Regions from separate parts of the Mus musculus genome. Here region 1 is linked to region 2. A link is a contact called in public promoter capture Hi-C data. All regions are on one chromosome and are shown on one strand. The core of a region is the stretch at or near the end of the contact, and the rest is flanking DNA. Distances in the headings are between cores, read along the strand shown.

Region 1 (6,391 bases), core at 3,619-6,118, 120 kb after region 2:
CATTCTTCGGGACTCAGGATAAGTTCCACAGTATGGTGGTGGTGGGGCTCACATAGGAAGAGTGGCTACCTGGTGCTTCCTTGGGGAGCCAGCCTATTTCCCTGTAAGTACTTCTGAGAACAAAGAGGTCTCCCTGTGAGGAGCTCCCTGTTATTACTGGCATGCAAGCAAAAGCAAGAGAATTGCTTATCCAGAATATTGTAGAGAAAACACACACACACACACATACACACACAAACACACACACACTCAAGCACTCTGGCCTGTAATCTCAACATTTTGGGGGTGGGGGAAGCAGCTGAAGCAGGAGAATTACCATTGAGTCCAAGGCCAGCCTGGGCAACATAGTAACCTCTAGGTCAGTCTGGGGTTTAGAGTAAGTGCTAAAAGTAGAGGGAAAGGCCATCAGGCAGGAGAGAGCAACTGGGACTCACATTGAGCAGCCACATTCCTGGGTATCCCACAGGAGTTGCCCTCTGAGGTCAAGTGGGGCTGTTAGGAATCATCTCTGTGCATCAGGGCAGTTGTCCCTGCTGTCTAGTCACGAGGCCATGACGAGAGAACCCTGTCTCCTTTGCCTTTATATCACCAACCCACACACAAACTGGTCCTTGAGAGGATCTTACTAATGAAGGGCAGGCAGGCATGCAGCCAGGTAGGCAGGCAGGCAGATCTGTTGCAGTGACTAGTGACCCCTTAGGGAAGCAAACTAGAGATGAGAAGAACCTTCTACAAGGTTTGGGTGGTACTCTGCACACCGCTGCCCCCACCCTACCCCACCTTTAGTAGCACAAAGCCCAGTCCAGGACAGACCAGCAGGCATTTTCTGATTTGACCTTACAGGCAAGGAAGAATATAGAATTTTCAAGGCTCTAAATGCTGATGTGTTTTTCCACCCAGACTCTCTAGGAGACGCTTGGCTGGACTTCAAGAACAATCACTTTATAGGATAGCAGTCTAAGCTGACCACTTGCTTGCCAGGGTATAAGCAGGTGCCACCATGTACTGCCCTCCAGAGCCCAGTAAAGAGACTAATACCACTCTACCCTAAGAGAGGTAAACTGAGGCAAGCGAATGATGAGGCTGGTAAGCAGCAGGGTTTTGGCTCTCCCACCCACCCATGACTTGTCAGGAACCTCTTGCCTGGGGGTTTGTTGTAGGACTCCTGAGAATATGTAGTCTCTGGTACTTGGTGATTTCCCAGCAAGATTTCAGAGGAGTGAACTGTGGGCCAGAGGAGGTTGGAGGCACGCGAGCCAAGATTGCTGGGGAGGGCTCCTTCTCTGCCTACGGGGAGCTTCCCCCACCCTACAACCTTGACTCAGATCGGGAGGAAGTTGAGGCTTCATAGAAAAATGTCACCCATTATCAGGGACAAACCAGAACTGCCTGCTGCTGGCTGCTGCTGTCACGGAGAGCACTCATTGCTGGCCTGCTATGTGAGGAAGCCCACTGATTTTGGACAGGTATGGACAGAGCCCAGGCCTTCAGGAAAGCAAGGTCAGGTCAGAGGCACTGGGCCTCCGTTTCTCTAAATGGCGGAGAGACTGTTACCTGCAGGTAATCCAGAGCAGCTGATTAAGCTTTGGGGTGTCATTTCTCCTTCAGGACTCAGCCACCTGCAAGCTCTAGGCAGAGCCACTTCCCCTCTTTGGGCCTGAACTTCCTTGGGGGTTGGGGGTGGGTGCAGGGGTGGGGCTGAGACTCCCGGACAGCTCCAAAGTTAATCTGCTTGTCTTAGGGGCTCTTCCTCAGGGGCCCAAAAAGGGGGTTGGCATGGTTCACACCGCTCTGAGCAGAACTAAAATGTTGGGCAAGGACAGCGAATTTCCGCAGTGGGGGTCCACTCTCTTCCATCCCCTTAGATGTACACTCACCCAGCTCCCAAAATATAAGTCAAGAATGGGGGCAGGGCATGGATGTGAGGATGGAGTATGAGGAGGGGAGGCTGTCCAGTGTGAGAAGCCTTCTTCTCTCACAAGAGCATCACTCAAGGACAGAGAGGAGCATCATCAGGGACATTTAGCACATTTGGTTCAGGACAGGGAACCCCTGGCCAGAGAGGACGGTGGTTAATGGAAACTTTCATATTGAAAGCGTGAATATGAGCAAGTCCTCGTGATGCAGTCTGGGCTTATGTCAGACCCACACAGGTGTCTGCAAAGATGATGAGCAGATGTTTTCCTGGGGCTCTTCTTCAAAGGAAAGCTAAGCCAGCCCCTGCAGGATGCTCAGCAAGGAGCCCTCATACGGCTCAGGCAATTAGGAAAGCCAGGCTGACTGCAGCACTTGAGCCAGGAGGAGCTAGGGGGCCCCTCCGAGAATCAAGGCAAGGCTATTTTTATAGATCATGCATGCTGTGACTTTCATGTGTCTACAGGAATAGAAACTCCCTAAGGTGGGTCTGAGTGATTCATCCTGGTACACGGGTGCTCCCTGAATACATATCGGCTTCTGTGTGAAGCAGGGGTCCTCCAGAGCTCAAGTTCCCAGTGTTCAATGTACAGATGGCAGATCTGTGACAGCCATTCCAAGCCCCCACTGTCTTTCATTCTGATCAACCCCAGGCTGTGGGATGGGTAACGCTACGTACATTCTCTTTACCGGGACAGAGAGACTAAGCTGTCCTAGGAGCCAAGACGAGTCCTGGAGCAGAACTTCCTTAAGTGAGATACCTTCATGTTCCTAGCCACACCCTAGCCAGAGCCTGGCTGTACACAGCAAAGCAGTGTCTAGACCAGGGCATAAGATCAGGGCAGCTGGAAGCTTGACAGGCAAGAGACACACAGGTGTCCCATACCCGCCATGTTACCCAGAGCATGGGGCTGGAAACCCAGCAAAGGGTCTACACCGTCCTGCTGCTACTCAAAGGGGGCTCACACACCTTTGGTCTTTGCTACTTTCTTTTTCTTTGTGCACGGGGGACAGGTTGGGGAGCAAGCTCTCAGGTACCCCAGGCTGCTCTCAGGTTCACCATACAGATGGGATTATGGGTGTGTACCGTCCTCCTTCATATATTGTTTCTCAAGAATATGCCTTGCTGTTGCTTGCTCTTTAAATGCTTAAAATGCTTGGTCATGAGTCAAAAACACACAGGAAGACATTTCGTAAAGCTATGTAAACAATCACTGTCCCACCTCCCCCAAGTGCTCTCTAAAACCTGGAAAGATAGAATATCTATCTCTGTAGCAGGCAGGCAAAGACCTGCCCATGGTTCAGAGCCCTCTCTCTCTAGCTCCCTTTGAAACCAGAAAAAGCATAAATAAAAAAGTTTCTTGGGAGTTTCCTAAGCCTGGGATCACTGCCTTGATCCGTCCTACCCTCTCTTCCTTAAGAGCAAGCTAGAAGCTTTGACAGCTGGGCTGGCTCCCTGCCTCCTTTCAAAGGGGTTCTAAAGAGATGATACTGGAGCACATACCTCCAACTTCATCAAGTGCACCAGGCATCAAGAGAGCTCCAGGAAGCAGTTCCTTCTCGGGCGCAAAGCAAGCTCTTCTGACTGCTTACCTAAGAGTTTCTCCACTACCACATCCTCTCCTGACACTACTCCATTCACCCCTTCAGCCATCAAGGCCCAGCACCTATTCAGAGGGATAGACTTGCCCCAGCAGGGGTTTCACCTAAGGGGTAAGGATTAACCTAAGGGGTGTAGGCTTAGAGGCTAACCCTAAGCGGGGCCAGGCAGGGAGGCAGGGAGCAGAGAGAGGCCAGAGGTACAAAGAATAGCTTAAGAGGTCTTCTCACACACAAGGGTTGCTTGACATTCAGAAAGACCAAACATAGAGGTGTCTCTGGGGACAGGAGTGGGGACTGTCTCTGAAGACAGGGGTGGGTTGCCTCTGTGTAGCTGAAGTCTAAGGATTGCAAGCAACAAGAGCAGAGGCTCAAAGCCAGTCAGCCAGGAGTAGGAGCTGCTCAAAGGTCACCTTGAACAAACACACTGAACAGGAACATCATATTGGAAGCTGACCAATAAAAAGGAAACCTTGGATGTTCCTTTACCTCATCTCTAAACCCAGATCAACTCAGTGGATGGGGCAGCGTGGGGGCTGGATACAGGGGCAGAAGGAAGGTCGGAGAAAGAGAAACAGCCATGCTGAGAAGGAATTGGGACAGGAAGTGGGAATGGGGTGACTGAGAGAAAGTCATAGGGTCACCAGTGGCACCCTGATTCCTAAGAAAGCCCAGCAAACAGAGAGAGTGGCCCCACCCCTTTGACAAGTCTCTGTAATTCCTCCTAGTCAACTTCCTCATCGATAACCTGGGGTCAGAAGTTCATTTGATCAATAAGTGCTTGCTGGTTCCCTGTTCTGCAGCTTGTCTACTGTCTGTCCAAGACGGACAGTAGAAACTTTCTCAAAACCAGATGGAGTGAGAGGACAGATAAACAACACCCAGCAACTCAGCTAAAGATTCAGACTCTTCCTCCCCATGGATATATGTCAGTCTGCCATTGTCTCCTTTAGAGCTTGTGTCTGAGGGAGGGAAAAGGCTGGGATTGATAACAGCATCATCCTGAGTAGCAGGGTACCTGCCCTAGGAGGGAGCTCAGCAGCAAAGGGAAGGCAGGATAAACTAGGGAAGGAGAAGCAAGGGGAGAAGGTGGGGGAAGGACCCTTTACATCCACACAGTAGCTACACGTCTCACCTCTGCTCCAAATCCCAGATTTGGTCACACTTCTGTCCCCAAGCCCAGATGGTTCCCATGAGTGGTCAGACAGCTTAGGAGTACCAATGAGTCCCAGCCTTGAAGTCTCCAAGAGAAGTCCCCTTTCCTGCCCTCTAGGTGGACCACATTCTCCACCAACGGAGACTGAAGATGCCTGGCCACCTTGAGAGCAGTCACATGAGCGGCTTACAGAGAGCAAAGTGTTGGATAGTTCATGTCAAGGCAGGGACAGCAGCCGCTTAGAATGCCCCGCCTCTCCTCTCCCTTCCTGGAAAGTTGACTGAGAGCTCAAAGAAGGAGGAAGTTCTAGACATCTGTGTGAGACCTGCCTGCTCTTGTGTCACTGTGGTGGCCTCCTGCATTCAGGCTCCTGCATTAACACCACTGGCTTCATCTTCTTCGGTTTCTACTGGAGCTGAGGGAGGTCTGACTTGAAGTGGAAGAGAAGAATCCTGGACTGAACCAGTGACTCCGCCTCTGTCTAAATCCAGCACATTTTCTCATCTCTGATGCCATCCCTGATCCCCTTAACATTGCCCAAAGACACAGCCACCAACTCATTTTTAAAGGAAATTTAATTGTAGTTTTTCTTTCATCTATCTATCTATCTATCTATCTATCTATCTATCTATCTATCTATCATCTATCTATCTATCTATCTATCTATCTATCTATCTATCTATCTATCTATTTTTAATACAGAGTCTCTGTATAGCCCTGGCTGACCTGGAACTGGCTCTTTAGACCAGCCTGACATTGAACTCACAGAGATCTATCTGTCTCAGCTTCCCAAGGGCTGGGATTAAGGGCATGTGTCACCATGCCCAGCTAGCCTAGTCATTCTTGTTTATTTCTTATGGACATGGAGGATGGGGAGGCTAGTGAGCCCCTTCAAAAGATAGATTTCTCTTTATGTTTCTGGTGCCTAGAGCAGACCTTGTCCTCTTTCCACACGCTCTTCAGAGCCATGCTCCTCCATGCTTCAGTGCTAAGTTTCTATCTTTGGTCACTGTGAGCCTTCTCCCTCCATCCCTTCCTACCCCTCCTCTATGCATGGACATTTTTCCCTTGGCTCTGTTGCATGGTAATCACTGATTCTGCTACAATATCTTATATTTTTGCTCTCACAAAGGTTTTATTTCCTGGGCTTTTTAACAATGAGAATATCTTCAGTCTTAGTTAGCTTTACTGTAAGCAAATACCAAGAAGCATCTTTGGTGAAAAGAAGATTGACTTGGGCTCACCCTCAGATGGCCCAGTCCAAAAGCACTTGTCTCTATGTTTCTGGACCATGAGACAGAATAAATATCATGACAGTGGGACTGCCTGGCATAAGCTTTTCACCTCACCGTGGACAGAAGGCAGAGAGAGGAAGTGACCCAGGCTGCCATACAACCTTCAAAGGCACGTCATCACAGGACGCCACTTCCTCTACCTAAGCTCCACATCCAAAAATAGTGCCACCATCTGGGGACCAAGTGTCCCCCCACACAATGCTAGCAAACCCTCCAAGGATATAGGAACTCAATTATTCACTTCCTTCTTGGCTATCTTTAACACAATCTTGGCTTTTTTAAATCTTGAGGTGGAGAGTAGAAATTCTTCTCCAATACCAAGAACTGGACGGCCAGGGTTATGGGGAAGGTTCTCTGCCTCTAATGTGGGTTCAGTATGCTAGTACTTGCTTCCCATCCCAGATGTGCCCACTTCTGCTCTCTCTGA
Region 2 (6,989 bases), core at 1,370-3,869:
TTGCACGTGAAGGTTCTTGGGTGTTCATGATACTCTTTCATTTAGATTATGTTTCATAAACTGCTTCTCTCTGCGTCAAGGAATCAACAGTCTAGAGAACGTCATAGAATGCTAGAAGACCCTAAAATGTCTTACAGCAGAGATCATGTGTTTTGTGTTTACCTGGCACTGCTTTTAAATTTTTTATTTAGTGTAGTGTTGAAACAGATTTTATTCACAATTCTGAATTTCTGACTTTTGTAAAATTTATTTCTGGTAATACTGGGCCTGTACTCTGTGGCCCCACAGCTAGAGCGGAACTACAACCAAGCCATTCATTCTTGGACTAGCTGCAGATAGCACAGCTGGCTTCTCCTCTTAGGGCCTGCTCCCTCTACCCTACCCACATTGCCTCTGTGTATTCAATTGGATCAGGACATTAGGTAGATAGTGAGTTCATGAAGATAATGGCCCCTGAGTCCAGCCTGAGAAGCAGATACACAAAGTACTCTGTCTCCATGGTCATAAGCACCTTCCTCTTTCAATGTCATGAGTATGCTTTAAGTCTCAGTGTTTATCTGCCTGCGTAATTCGATATCTGTGTGAATTTTGGTGGAGAGAGGTATGGTAAAGTTTGAAGAAGGGATAGGTACTTCAATAATTCTTAAAGGAAAATAAACATTTTTGTCCTACTATGGAGAAGATAGAACTAGATATTTCCATTTATACAACTGATTTTGTGTATTTTTAATAATGTATCAAACTGTTTTCTCTGTTAACTTGAGAGGTGCAATTGGGATATCTGATCCTTCTCCGTCTCCACCTATTCTCTCAACTGAACACTGAATTTAATATTCATTTGAAACTTTAGAGGCATTGGTTTCTGTTTTTGTTTTTGTTTGTTATTTTTAAGTGTGTGCCCTGGGACTGATTTGTAAAAATTACCATTACTGCACCTGAGCCAGCACAGGCCCCAGAATGATCTGTCCATGGGCTTCAGTGCTCTCTGAGCTTTGTCAGCCTTGGGACGACAGTGTCTATACTGAAACATCTCTTGGGAGCCTTTTGTCAATTATTAATTTCTTAGGCAACTTTCTGATTGTTAAGGTTCACTAGATATGTCTGTGTTTTGTGCAGTGGTATTGTAAAGTACTCATCTCTGAACTTTGTAATACTTAGTGCTTTTATTATTTAATATGTATTTAAGTCTTCCCTAGGTGAGTGAATTTAATAGAGGAGTTTATGTACTTGCCAAAAATTCTCTAATGTCATCACACTGAGAGTATAATCTCCTTCCTTTCTGTTTCTGTAAAAGTGTACACTGTACTGTTCACAACAGAAGTATCCGCTTCTGTAAGGTTCAAATCCCTATAGATTGGAAGTGTGCTACCAACATCTGCTTCCCATAATCAAATCAGCATGCTTCTGAGAGTTAGAGATGGTTGAAATTACTTGTGGATTATAATGAGATTTCACTTTGTTGATAAAATTGTATTAAAATTGCACACTGTTAAATTTAAGAATTTGTCATTACAAATAGATAAAATTAGAAATTTAATGTCTACAAATGTTGTAAAGTCAGATATCCAGTCATAACTAATACACAGTGGCTCTTTGACTTTATATTGAGGGTGGATGGACATTTTCATACTTAGACAGGTAAATATTTTAATGATTGTATTCCTAATAGGGCAAAAAAGACGTGGCTCAAATTTTCAACAATATTCTCAGAAGACAAATTGGTACAAGAACTCCTACTGTTGAATACATCTGCACCCAACAGAATATTTTGTTCATGTTATTGAAAGGGTATGTACAATGTGATAAAGTTTATATTCTTAGCTGAAAAGAAAAAGAAAAGTTTGTTTGGGTGGGACAAGATAACCAGGTCGGTAAATGGGAAGATATTCTCTGTAGTTTTAGCTCACTTTTACGTAGATCTTGAATATACTGCCCATTAAAGTCTTGGCCTGTAAGCTAGACTAACACAAAAATACCCTGTGAATGCAAGCTTAAAATTGGGTGAGTTATGAGCCCTTAAGTTCACAAATCAAATACAACTGAAGGAAAGAAATAGAGCCAGTGTGGCCATACTTGTATTCTGTGAGATAGAAACCATTGAAGTCCATTGAAATCCCAGCCAAGTTGAGTCCAGAGATGCCTCCTCTGCACCTCAGCTCACCTCACACCTCACACAGCAGTGAAAGCCTTCTTGGGGTGCTGGGGGGTGGGGGCATGCATGCTGCTCACCCTCACTCAGGAGCACATGTGCTGCTAGGTCACTACACATCTTTCTGGAGTTATTCCTAGGCTAAGTAGGCATTTGATTTGGGTAGTTGTCCATTTCAGAAACAAAATCAAAACTTAGATCTAAACTAACAAAAGTGAAAAGACCCTCTTCGTTCTGAGCACTGAGCCTACCTGGCTGGCAGGGTAGGTAGTTGGTCAATTCCACACTACTATTGTCTGGTACCCCTTGAGCTCATTCCAGCATCGGCAGTGTTTGCTAAACCAGTGGGCAAGCATGTTTGCCCACTGCAGTGACTGACTGCTGCTGTGAACGACCTTGCTCCCTACACATTACCTCACTTGGTTTGTATCTATGGTTTAACACTTCCCCCAAGTTCAGACTTGTTTAGACAAAGCATGAGTCAGTGACATGTCACATGCCAGCTCCTCCTACTTCCTCCTCTCTGTTCCTACCCATCTGTGTTGCTTCTTCACCCGTTACTGTTGTATCGGTCCAGTGTCCCTGTGGAAAATATGCTATATGAATAGTCTGAAATCTGACTGTTCTTAGAACAGTGTGATACTGACCAGAATTTCCTTTGTTATAGAAACCAAAGGTTTATTGAAATCTAAACGTTAACACTTCCTATTACTTCATGGTAGCTTTGATGTAAATAATTTTTAAACAATGTATAGAATTAAAAACAACAACAACAAAAACCTTTGTATTCTCATTGTGTAACCCCTGCTGGTCTTGAACTTAAAAGATCTACCTACCCCTAATTTTTGAACAAAGTATTAAAAGCATGTGCTGTCACTGGAAGCTGAAATAAGATTTTTGAGAGAGAAAGCATAAAACTCTCTGGGCTGGTGAGCAGAGTCCTTGGCCGAGGAGGTAAGAAGGAAAGGCCTAGAATGAAGCTTGGCTTGGGACCTGAGACAGCAAGCCTGCCCTACCCACAACCCCACCTCAGCCATTAGCCTTGCATCTTTCCTGCTTTCTGAGGCTCCTCCTCTCTCCCTGCACACAGCTCGGCGAGGCTGCTCCCCGCGCTCCCCGTGTTCCTCATGCATCTGCCGTGTATGCACTGCACAGGCTTTTCACAGCTACAGTCTGGTGAAAGCCAGCGCCGTGCTTTAGTGCATTGGTGTTCTAGCCCACTAACTTGAATAAGGAGCGAATATATTGTTTGAGCATCATCGTTAACTCAAAATCTATATTGGATGTTATATTAGTTACTTTTCCTGCAATAGTCCTGACAAAAGCAGTCCAAGGAAGGAAGGGTTAACTTTGTACTCAGTTGGAGGGTGGGTGAGGGGGTCAGGGTGGACGGGCTGGTCAGGAGTGCTGGTAGTCAGTTCTCCGCTCACTTTTCCTTTCTGTTTTGTCCATGACAGTAGTTGTAGCCCGTGGGGTGATGGTATCATTGTTGAGGCGACCTTGCCTTCTCACCTTAACGAGCATGCTGAGGCTACCTAGGCTAGATTGTTCCTCACAGGTGTGCTGGGGAGCTTGCCTCTTAGATGATCCTCATCCTGTCAGGTTGACCGCCAGTATATAAACCAACACAAAGCTGGTTTAGCCCATTGTAAACTTTACTTTTCTATATTTAAGTTGTCCCACCTCAGGCCATTGTGTGCTCCTTTGTTCTTTTGGCAGAGCCCAATTGGTCTGTGATGGCTTCTTTGCTTTCTGACACCTTACTCAGTTCATACGATTCCTGCCTGACCTGGAAGGTGGCACTCTATAAAAAGCACTGTGAGCCACCTTTTAAGATATCTGTACTTGAGCTGATTAAATAGTTTAGATTACTTACGTTCAATGTGGTTGACTTATTAGGCTCTAAGTACTTTGATGGAAGCTTTTAGGGGTGGTACTGCTGATTCTAGTGTGTATACAGGAAGTACTGGCATGGACTGGATTTAGAAACAGTATTTTACTAGCTTTTTAAAATCTAATGTGATCCCCAGTCTAGTGTTAACAGGTTGAACAGCATAACTGTTTGCCTTGTATTCACTGGCTTATGGTTTAATTATTTAGACAAGCTTGAAAAACCTGCCACACTTGTAACCTAAACTTCATTACCCTTGTCTTGCAAGTGTCCTGTTTATAAGAGATAAGCAAAGATTCATGCTATGATCAGCTATCTGGTGAACAGACCTTTTAATCACATGAGAGCCAGTGTACATGCTGAGTACTGTGCCCTAACTGAGGCAGACGTGTACAACTAAAGGACAGGGGGTAGTGCTGCCAGGCAGAAAATCAAGACTTCAGGATTTCAGCAGCTAAGTGGGTTTGTAAAAAGGAAGCATTTTAAGGTTAGACTTGCAGAGAGCTTAGAATTTACATAGACAGAAAAAAGAAAGCATCCTGATGGGATATCACTGGTGAAAACGGTCCAGGAGCCAAAATGACTACCATGAGATAGGCAGCAGTAAGCTGCAGAACTGAACCCTATTATGACAGGCTAGGTGATGGCTTGTACCAGAGCAGCAAACCCAGGAGGACAGTGTGCCCAGAAGTTTGTTTGGCAGTAGTTTTGAACTCTAAGCTAGAAACACTGGTGGTAAACTTTGTTGGCTTAAGGTTAGGATGCATTTGCAGTTCTTACAGTGTGAGTGCAGGCGGCAGTGGAGATAGAGGAAAGGAAGTAGAGCTGAGAGAGAGACTTGAAGAGTAAAAGGCCCAGTGATTTCTAAAGTAGGAAGTGCTGAAAGCTGAAGATTTGCAGGGAAGCTAGTATGGTAGCTACTAACCATGTGTAATAATTTAACTTTAAATCATGGCTGTTCCATCCCTCATTTGCATAGCCACACCTGTGGCTTAGTAGCCACCATAATGGGCAGCATGGATGCAAAACATTTCCCCATGATGGCACGTCTGTGATGATAGGCGTCAGAGACAGAGCACTGGTGCCAAAATGTAGAGCCGAGGGGGTGGGAAGTTAGGTCTTGGTTTTAAGTGGCAGGGTTGAGGTTTCATCTTAGATATGCTCAACTTACATAGACCTTTCCTGAGGTTTTTCAGGTACTTTGGAAAATACCCAGCCACATTTCAGAAAGAGTGAACTGGGGAAAGGAAATTCAGTCACAGTGGGGGTTGTGAGATTGTGGGCTGTCCTTAGCAGGTAAAGACAACAGAAAGAAGGGGGGGAACACGGGGAAATAAAAAGGAGAACTGGGGGGACTTTTTTCTTCCCTATTTTTAAAGAGAGGGATAGTGCTGGGTTGTAGCTCAGTGATAGAATACTTGCCAAGTATTCACAATGCCTTGAATTTGATCAACCCTACCAAAACAAAAAGGCATAGATAGACAAGAAGAGAACCATCAGAGAACATTACACAGACAGATCTTGGTCAGTCCTGTTTTAGCCAAGAGGAAGTCTCTGCTGGCCAAATAATTATTTCACTAGAGTATTGGGAAATGTTTGACTACCAAAAAACACAACATATGTGAGCTTGTCGGTGGGAAAGAGGCAGAGCCAACATTGGTATCTTGGAACACGAGAGCAGCCTGTCTGAGCAGGTAGCAGTCTATGAAAAGGAAAGTCTATGAGAAGGGGAGATGCCTGCCCAGCTGAGAGATCTTCATGATGACAAAGGAAGAAATGCTGAGAGGAACTGAGAATAAAGGAAAAGGCAGCATTTGCAGAGTTAGTGAGGAGGTGCCAGGATCTTGGGATCCCCCGGTTCTCCATGGTAGAGATGCTTTGTAAAACCTTCAGAGTGAGGCTTGCAATTGTGTGAGGTTTACATGTCTCTGAGAATCTGGAAGTACTGTTTTGAGTGTCGAAACAGTGATGTATAATTGCTGTATATTTGATGGATGGACATGTTGTGTTTATACTGTCAATTTCTGAATTTGGAAAAATACTCTATTACTGTTCTTTTCAGGTTGTAGTTCTATTGGTTGTTGTGAGCACGGTAGGTAAGCTAAGGTCCTAGATATCATATCTCTTCTTTCTAGACTTTTCCCACCAGAACTAGTCTCATGGTCTCTGCCATAGTTTTCTTTTTCTTTTATTGGGGGGCAGTTCAAGACAGGGTTTCTCTGTGTAACCCTGGCTGTCCTGGAACTCACTTCGTAGACCAGGCTAGCCTCGAACTCAGAAATCCGCCTGCCTCTGCCTCCTGAGTGCTGGGATTAAAGGCGTGTGCCACCACTGCCCAGCAGAATTTTCTTGATTGAACGCAGCTGTCTACCTCTGCATGCAGCTGTAAGCTCCAGATCAAATGACCCTGCTGTAACGTGGCTGTAGTCACTTAGGAGTATCTGAAACTTCCATTGAGAAAGTTTGAAATGTTCACTTTTGCTGTCTTGAAAGAGAAATCATGTATGGCTTTTGTTTGTTTTGTTTTGTTTTGTTTTACAGGTATGAATCTCCAGAAATAGCTCTTAATTGTGGGATAATGTTAAGAGAATGCATCAGACATGAACCACTTGCAAAAATCATTTTGTGGTCAGAACAGTTTTATGACTTCTTCAGATATGTTGAAATGTCAACATTTGACATAGCTTCAGATGCATTTGCTACATTCAAGGTAACATTTAAAAACTGAAATTCTAAGCACACTTGCAAGTCAGATTGTTTCCCCATCTTTGTCTCCTCTACTCACACTGCCCTCTAGTGGAAATAGAGATGTGCTTTATACACATTTGTATGCCTCAGGTATTTGTAGTAAAACCACAAAAAAAATTGTAATGTAAAAAAATTAAATTCTCAAATCTTATCAGAAAAGCAAAAGTCCTGTAAGGTCAAAATTGCACTTTCCTGTTCAAT

Evidence for each region. Promoter capture Hi-C pulls out the DNA fragments that hold promoters and counts their contacts.
Region 1: a contact with region 2 is called in a promoter capture Hi-C map of the HPC-7 cell line. The contact joins the promoter of Gpr55 here to the enhancer-like site in region 2. A contact is called at or near these places in 5 of 39 promoter capture datasets (the C10 cell line, the HPC-7 cell line, cranial neural crest and 2 more), 1 of 115 datasets of contacts at active chromatin or transcription factors (the HPC-7 cell line) and 2 of 9 other capture datasets (adipose tissue and liver).

The regions. Positions count from the first base shown.
Region 1 is chr1:85,956,187-85,962,577 of GRCm38.p6, forward strand. Gpr55 (G protein-coupled receptor 55) reads right to left here and starts at 4,869. Exons shown (of 2, transcript NM_001033290.2): 1 at 4,649-4,869. It overlaps Gm41905 (a long non-coding RNA gene), which reads left to right and starts at 1,129. Exons shown (of 3, transcript XR_878331.2): 1 at 1,129-1,466.
Region 2 is chr1:85,835,617-85,842,605 of GRCm38.p6, forward strand. Cab39 (calcium binding protein 39) reads left to right here. Exons shown (of 9, transcript NM_133781.5): 4 at 1,670-1,788; 5 at 6,582-6,750. Among named protein-coding and RNA genes, the nearest start is that of Cab39, 46 kb to the left of the region's middle. Within about 2 kb of position 2,620, at least 174 of the 459 cell types and tissues checked have an H3K27ac peak or open chromatin away from gene starts, as enhancers often do. A contact at or near this core is called in the HPC-7 cell line and adipose tissue, where this site is marked.